2 separate regions of the Drosophila melanogaster genome follow, and region 1 is linked to region 2. A link is a contact called in public Hi-C data. All regions are on one chromosome and are shown on one strand. Each heading gives the region's core, a stretch centred on a gene start, on an enhancer-like site or on the middle of the called end of the contact. The rest is flanking DNA. Distances are from core to core; before and after follow the strand shown. Region 1 holds the start of CG42271. Region 2 holds the start of jub (Ajuba LIM protein).

Region 1 (3,389 bases), core at 409-2,908, 400 kb after region 2:
GTAATGGAAATCATGGGTTTAGTGCGTTCAATCGATTTCGATTGGATGCAACCGATGCAACAAACGAAAAATGAAATATTAGTTCGATAGCCGAATGTTTGCGATTGAAACGTCTTTGGTTGGACGCGTTGGAATCGAATGAACTCAAACCGGATGTGGTTGCATGGAAGTGAGCGAGAGGTATGTGGTGCAGTGGGTGGAACAGTGACATGGCCAAATATTTGGTTAACAAAACTAAAAAAACAACAACGACCGCCGCGCGTTTTCCGATTGTTTGCGTTTCATTTTGGATTTTCTTATTTGGTTTTTTGGGTTAGAACTGTATAAGATCACCTTCAAACGGCGCCACCACCTCCGTGGGCACGGGCACGGACAACTCCTCCGCCGGCTGGCCGTGCAGCTGTAGCTGCTCCTGCATTTGCTGCTCCAGCGGCATGCCGAGGTCAATGTGATTGCCCATGGAGGATGACGCCCCGCTGCTGGGCTGGCGGCTCTGGCTAACAATCTGTTCCTTTAGCTGGCGTATGAGCGCGTTTAGCTTCTCGCTGGATGCGTGCTCGATGCACTGCACCCAGGCCAGGCGTTCGGCCGACGAACGTGTAATGAAACGTTCCGATGGGCTGTCCTTGAAGTCTGCAACACATAGGCATTTAGTAGTAGTAATCATAGCATAGCATCATTGTGCATTGTTGCCTACCTAAATCGAATACGTAGCCCTCGGAATCACGCTCCTCATTCTGAATGCGCGCACGACAGTTCTCCAGCACCAGGAGGCCGGCCACCGCTGACTTGGGGTCCTTATCCTTGAGGTAGAACAGTAAATTTCCACGCAGTTTACACCAACGTTCAACTCTGACTGTGGGCGGTAGAATTAGGTGCATAAGCCAAGTGCCTGGACAGGATTGGATGTTGTGTGTGGGTGGGTGGGTGGTTGGTTTTGTTCGGTTGTGTGTGTGTTTGCTAATGCATGTGCATGGATGCGAGTGATCAGATGGTAGTGGTGCAATCAATACCTTCGCTAGAGCGCCACAGGAAGCCCTCCTGGCGATCGGTGATGATGAGCAGGCCCTCCTTGTCGAATCGCGTTGCTGGATTGCTGGCCAGGGAGTTCAGTTCCGGCTTGTTAAAGCGCATGGCTGCTTATCGCTGGATCTAATGGATATACACAAATGCCACACAATTGGTGGCCGGACCACTCGTTTAGCAACTCCATAGATGGACGGGCACGCCCGCAAAGCGTCGAATGCTCGGGCCACATCAATAATTCACGGCAATTACACGATGTGTACGTGCTGCTAGGGGGCGTGGCCGGTGGAGGAGGCGGCTCCCTAACTGGGTACACACACACACACACACATACATACCTTCTGCTCCTCCCCCTCTCCTCCTTCTCCACCTTTATTTTTTTTGGTCCTGCGACCTCGTTACTTTGTTGTTATTGTTGTTGTTGCTGCTGCTGCTGCACAGCTGGCTGCCAAACGCCCCGCACTCCGCTGGCACTCACAATCGGGCTACTCCTGGCCAGGAGCTGGGTCATCCGTCGCTCCGAGTGAATCCCCTTGCCCACGATTGCAATTAATACAAGCAACTAATTGAATTTAACAGCTAATTTTGATAAGCGCACTGCGCTACTGTTTCTGATTGGAAAATAAGTTGGAGATGACAGCTGGAGGTGGCAAAATCGGTCGTGAGTATCGAATGGAAGTTCTTGATTTCCAATGTTACGATGAAATGCAAATTTAGTAATGCAACCTATATAATATTTCATTTAAATATATATATATTTATTTATTTCATATTTGATGGCATCTTTATAACAAAAATTATTCTAATTGGAAAATTAGCGCTGAGCAATGCAAGAGTGTGGTCACACTGTTGGCAGAATTTACCGATAGTATCGATGTATACTTATAATCAAAATAAGAAATTGTAATTCTTGCTTAAAATGTTAATGCAAGCAAATGAAATTAATAAATATCCATATAGATTAAAACAAACCAATTTTCATCAATAAACAAGTGCATTTATACGCAACTTTTGTATTATAATTCTCTAATTCTTAGCATTAGTTCAAGTGATTAAAAAATCGCCCAGCTTAATATCAAATGTTTCATATTCATAACAGCATATATATATATAACATTTTACTATAAATGAAGAGGGAGAATGTCACATACAAATATGTGGGATCTAAAAGTACACTTAGCATTGTACTAGGCATAATTAGTGTAGCTACAAGGACTGGATTGTCCCATTTCCGGTTTCAATTACGCCATTTCCGTTTCCGGTTCAGTGACGTCGACTGCTCTTGATGTCCACTTTAAATTGTCGCGACCATTCCGCCAGCAAATCGAACTGAGTAACAAATGGAATTAGCTAAGGAATAGAAGGTGCAATTCCATCGAACATCTACTCACATCCCGATCCATGATGTTGTCACAGAAACTCAAGTCCAGCAACTGCAGCTTGGGACAGTTGACCAGAATGCTGAAATCGAATCGAATTGAATGCTTAATGATCTTAAAGTGATTAAAAAGGAAGAGAGACGTACTCATAAACACGCTCATGCGTTATGTTCAGAATGCCCATGAGGTCAAGCTGCTCCAGATTCTTGCCCAGCGCGGCAATATGCATGAGATCGCGTTCGGTGGTGCCGCGCACCGCCGACAAGAAGAGCTTCTTTAGCTTGGGACAGTTGGACAGCAGCTGGAACAGGCCATCTCCGAGCGATGCCTCCCTCATGCTAAAAGAACAGAACATGTTTAACTTAAGGATTATGCAATTCCATCGCGCATGACACCTACCACCAGCCCAGATCCAGTTCCTCCAGCTGATGGAGACGCGCCAGCGATTGCAATCCTCTGGACGACAGAAAGTGCGCCTTCCACAAATCCAGCGAGATCAGCTGCGTATTGTACGTGGCCAAATGGGCGGCCACATTGTCCATGTTCACCGAGACACCACAAAATGCTTGAGCAATGGGCATCAAATGCAATTGGTTAAACGCAACAAAACTGAAGCTATCTAGAAGCTCACCCAGATTCAGATGCTTTAGCTTGCGATTGCCCTCGAGCATGCTGAGCAGCAGTTCCGTTTCGAAGTACGTTTGAAAGAGATCGAGACGCTCCAGATTCTTGAGATTGGCCAGACAGGAGAAGTTCAACAGCGGCGGTTCAGTGGCACAGTTGCGCAGGCTCAACTCTGCGACGAAATATTAAGTTAAACCTTCGATAAGGATGCGAGAAAAACCCACCTATCAGATTATCACAGACAATGCCCACATTCTCAATGCAGCTGGCATTGAGAAACTTGCAGGAGTTCAGACGCAGGTGGGTTAGATTATCGCCGCGTTGGGTCAGGAATCTGAAACGAGTGTTCGAATTTTAGTT
Region 2 (3,418 bases), core at 441-2,940:
TCGTCAGTCGCTTACCTGTGCTGCCCTGCGAGGGAGTGGGTGATGTGGCCACCGCCAGAGGAGCCGTCATCGCAATGGGCGTCGCCCGCAAGGAAGCGGTGGATGTTGGTGCTGCTGGTGCCGCTGCTGCTGATGTCGGTGCATTGGATGTGGTTGGTGGAGCTGCCGTGGCCATGCCCATGGCCAGTGATGACGTTATTATTGGTGGTTCCTGGACAGTTCGCTGGGCAGGGGCTCCCGTTGCAGCCGCCCTGCCGGTAGCCAATCCTGCTGCCGTATTCCTGTGCAGATTCGCCGTCATGCAAACGTAGTCAGAGCTATTGATGTCCTCTATATAGTTAGGATTAACGGAGACATTAATGGCGCCGCCGGGCGACTTAACGGGCGTGTGCTGCTGCAGTTTGGCCACCGACTGCGCGGTGGGTACGGGACTTAGGTGGCTAGGTAACGATAGATTCCTATATCGTTGCGTTGGCGATCCCAAGGAGCTAGAACTGGCCGTGTTGCTGCTAATGCTTCGCTGGTGCATGGGCGAGGCCAGCAGCGCATTGAGATCCAGACCGGCGGTGGACGAACTGCCTGAGGAGTTGGACGTGGGCTGCATCTCCTGATACATGGTGGCGGTGGCCGGCGAGGCCTGTGGCTGTGCCCGCTGGCCAGAGTGTGGAATGATGTTCTCGTATATGGGCGCAGCATGCTCCTCCAGATCGCCAGTTGGACCCAAAGCAGCAGAACGTCCCGATGGTGGTGGTGGTCCTCCTGCTGCTCTGGTCGTTCCCAACGATGCAGATCCTTGATTCTCTGGCACCGGCGTGTGTGCAAAGCGCCCAGCCCGAATGGGCTGCATCAGCAGATAGCCGTTCAATATGGCGCTCTGCCTGCTCCCGGGACTTTGAGGCTGAGCCCTCTTGTGGTTTGAATCGAATTGACCGTAGAACTCCAAGTTCTCATATACCGGCGAATGCTTCTGCGGTGCAATCCGCTGGCCCAGAATCTGTGCGGTCGGTGCATAGATTTGTGCACTTCCGTTGTGCGTGTGCTGTATCTGCTCCACCGGACGGGGCGTGGCGTATTTGGAGGCGGCAATGATGTTGCCGCGCTCGTACAGCTTATAGTCCTGATTGTGATGGAGTTGCTGCATTTGCTGCATCTGATGTTGCTGCTGTTGCTGCTGACTTTCCTGCAGGTAGTTCTCAATGGCGCCCGGTGAGCGCTGGTAGCTTCGCATGGCCACGCCCCCGTCTCCAGGGCCACCACTGCCGCCCCCTCCTCCAACACCAGCACCACCTCCCCCACCGATGTGAAGACGCTGCATCAGTGTCTCATAGTCGGAATCGGAGTTGCCGGGATTCCTCGCCTGCGTCTGCGTCCGCTGGGTGGTCATTCTGTCTTTTGATATATGTATATTTATCCACCAGATCCTGCTCCTCCTCCTTATCGTCTTCTTCTTCCGTCTCTCCTACTCCCTCGCCACACTTGCTGTCTCGCTCTGCGGGGGGGACGCCGCCCCGAAATCAACGATTGGCTCGCTTTTCCCGGTCGGAAAAGACCTTAGCTAACTGTGCTCGGCTAGTTGGCAATCAGTCAGTCGGCTTTTCCTTTATTCTATCAGCTTTTCTGCATTTTCTTTGTGCGCCTGCATTGGAATATCAAAAAATTCGTACAGTTAAGTGTGACCGCCGCGGGTTACGTTTATAATATACTGTCCGGCAGGCAGGCGAATATACCACAAAATATACTGCAGCTCAAAAGGGCCACTCTAAAATATCAAATACATATTGCATTGCATTACATTGTTTTTTTTTTTTTAATCTAGCAACGTTATTATTTAAAATTGTAAATTTAATTACAATTCCACTTAGTTATTTTTTTAGCTTGCAATAATTTTAATCCATTTAAAGTCGGGATTTTGAAATATTTGAGGTCTAAATTTCAAACATTGAAATTTTAATATTACTCTTCTTGAGTTTTTAACTTATATCCACTATTTTTACTTTTGAACCCAAAAGGTTAGCCAAAACTACAATTTTAGATCCCATAGCTCGAAATATATTATTATTTATATTTATATATTATTTACCTTATGATTATTTTTAAATAAAAGTTGAATGAATGGAAGTTTCGTGTACAAGTTTTGTATATTTAAAGGTTTTGGTCTGCCGCGTTTACATTTTGGTTAGTACAGAAACATTTAAATTATGTATATAACTAGCGTATATATCTGCGTAATTTGCATTAAGTTAGCATAGGAAGCCACAACAACGCGATGGAGCAGATGTACCGCATGGACCAGACTATGTGGCGTTCATGTCTGCAATGGAGCACGTCTGGTTCACCTTGAAGATGTTGGACAGCTCGTCCAGCAGTGTCTCATAGCGATAGGCCACACGGATCTCTGGCACATTGGTGCGCGTGATGTCGTTGCCCATGATACCGTCCTCGTAATAGATGGGTCCCAGCCACTGCTGTTTGATCTGTGGATGAAATCGGAATTGGAATCATTTGTCCGAACATAAAGCAGAAAGCATGCTTGGAACTCACGGCATGTGGGAATCCGCTCATCATCACACTGTTCCTGGCCAGCTCGCACATGTCGCATGAGCTGAGCTTCCACACCTGTGCCGCAATGCTGTACTCCTCCATGAGGGGTTCCTGAAAAGCGGACATGGGTTAATTTAATGCTGAATATTAAAGCATATATTGTCTAGCCCACCTTGGTGAAGTGGAATTGCAAGGGATCATCCGTGGAGAGGGAAATGATGAGGCCACGGGCCAAATACTCTGGCAGCGGATTGCGATGATAGTTGAGGAACAGGGAGTTGTTCGACAGCGGCGACATGGCGATGCCAATCTGGGTCAGATAATACAGATACTGCAGCACGGGCACTTTGCGCAACAGGAGGCCGTGGGAGATGTTCTCGGCCATGAGGAAGCCGCAAACCAGATGCTGCACGGGTCCAGCCTCGCCGCAATGGGGCCGCAGCACAAAGGTGTTCATATTGCGAGATCTGATGTATCAAAGGTAACAGTGGGTTAATCAATGATATATATACATATCAATATACTTCTACGCACTGTCTAAACTTGTTCAGCACCGTCATGTTGGCGTACATATAGTAGATATAGTAGGCATAGGGCGGATTCTCCTCGTAGGTCCACTCCTCCGGACGTGGCACATCGTTGTCGAAGAGCGGATTCTCCGGCTTGGACTCATCGTCCACCGAATCGAATCCGATCACGTACTGCAGAAAGCGATGCAACTCGGGATGCTTACTGGGTCGGGCTGTCGCCTCGAAGAGCGGCAGGAATATGTTGTTCAAGATCTCCTGGAATGACTTCATCATCTTGTTCGACTTGAAGATGTCGAAGAGACGGGGTATCTGGATCAGCCAGCGAATGTTCGAGCTGTACACATCAT

The links. A called contact is a pair of places that touch in the nucleus more often than the background predicts.
Region 1: a Hi-C map of the Kc167 cell line shows a contact between it and region 2, with 2.6 times the contacts expected there. The contact joins the promoter of CG42271 here to the promoter of jub in region 2. A contact is called at or near these places in 17 of 107 Hi-C or Micro-C datasets (the D17-c3 cell line, the Kc167 cell line, the OSC cell line and 6 more) and 2 of 6 datasets of contacts at active chromatin or transcription factors (both in the Kc167 cell line).

The regions. Positions count from the first base shown.
Region 1 is chrX:14,232,408-14,235,796 of dm6, forward strand. It overlaps CG42271, which reads right to left and starts at 1,659. Exons shown (of 9, transcript NM_206711.3): 1 at 1,365-1,659; 2 at 1,014-1,152; 3 at 698-856; 4 at 334-633. The coding sequence starts at 1,134. Fbxl4 (F box and leucine-rich-repeat gene 4) reads right to left here. Exons shown (of 10, transcript NM_132723.3): 5 at 3,254-3,363; 6 at 3,037-3,201; 7 at 2,805-2,970; 8 at 2,552-2,743; 9 at 2,418-2,487; 10 at 2,006-2,355. The coding sequence ends at 2,290.
Region 2 is chrX:13,828,627-13,832,044 of dm6, forward strand. It overlaps jub (Ajuba LIM protein), which reads right to left and starts at 1,691. Exons shown (of 6, transcript NM_001298303.1): 1 at 16-1,691. The coding sequence starts at 1,384. AMPdeam (AMP deaminase) reads right to left here. Exons shown (of 9, transcript NM_001258730.2): 6 at 3,076-3,418; 7 at 2,714-3,008; 8 at 2,542-2,652; 9 at 2,115-2,474.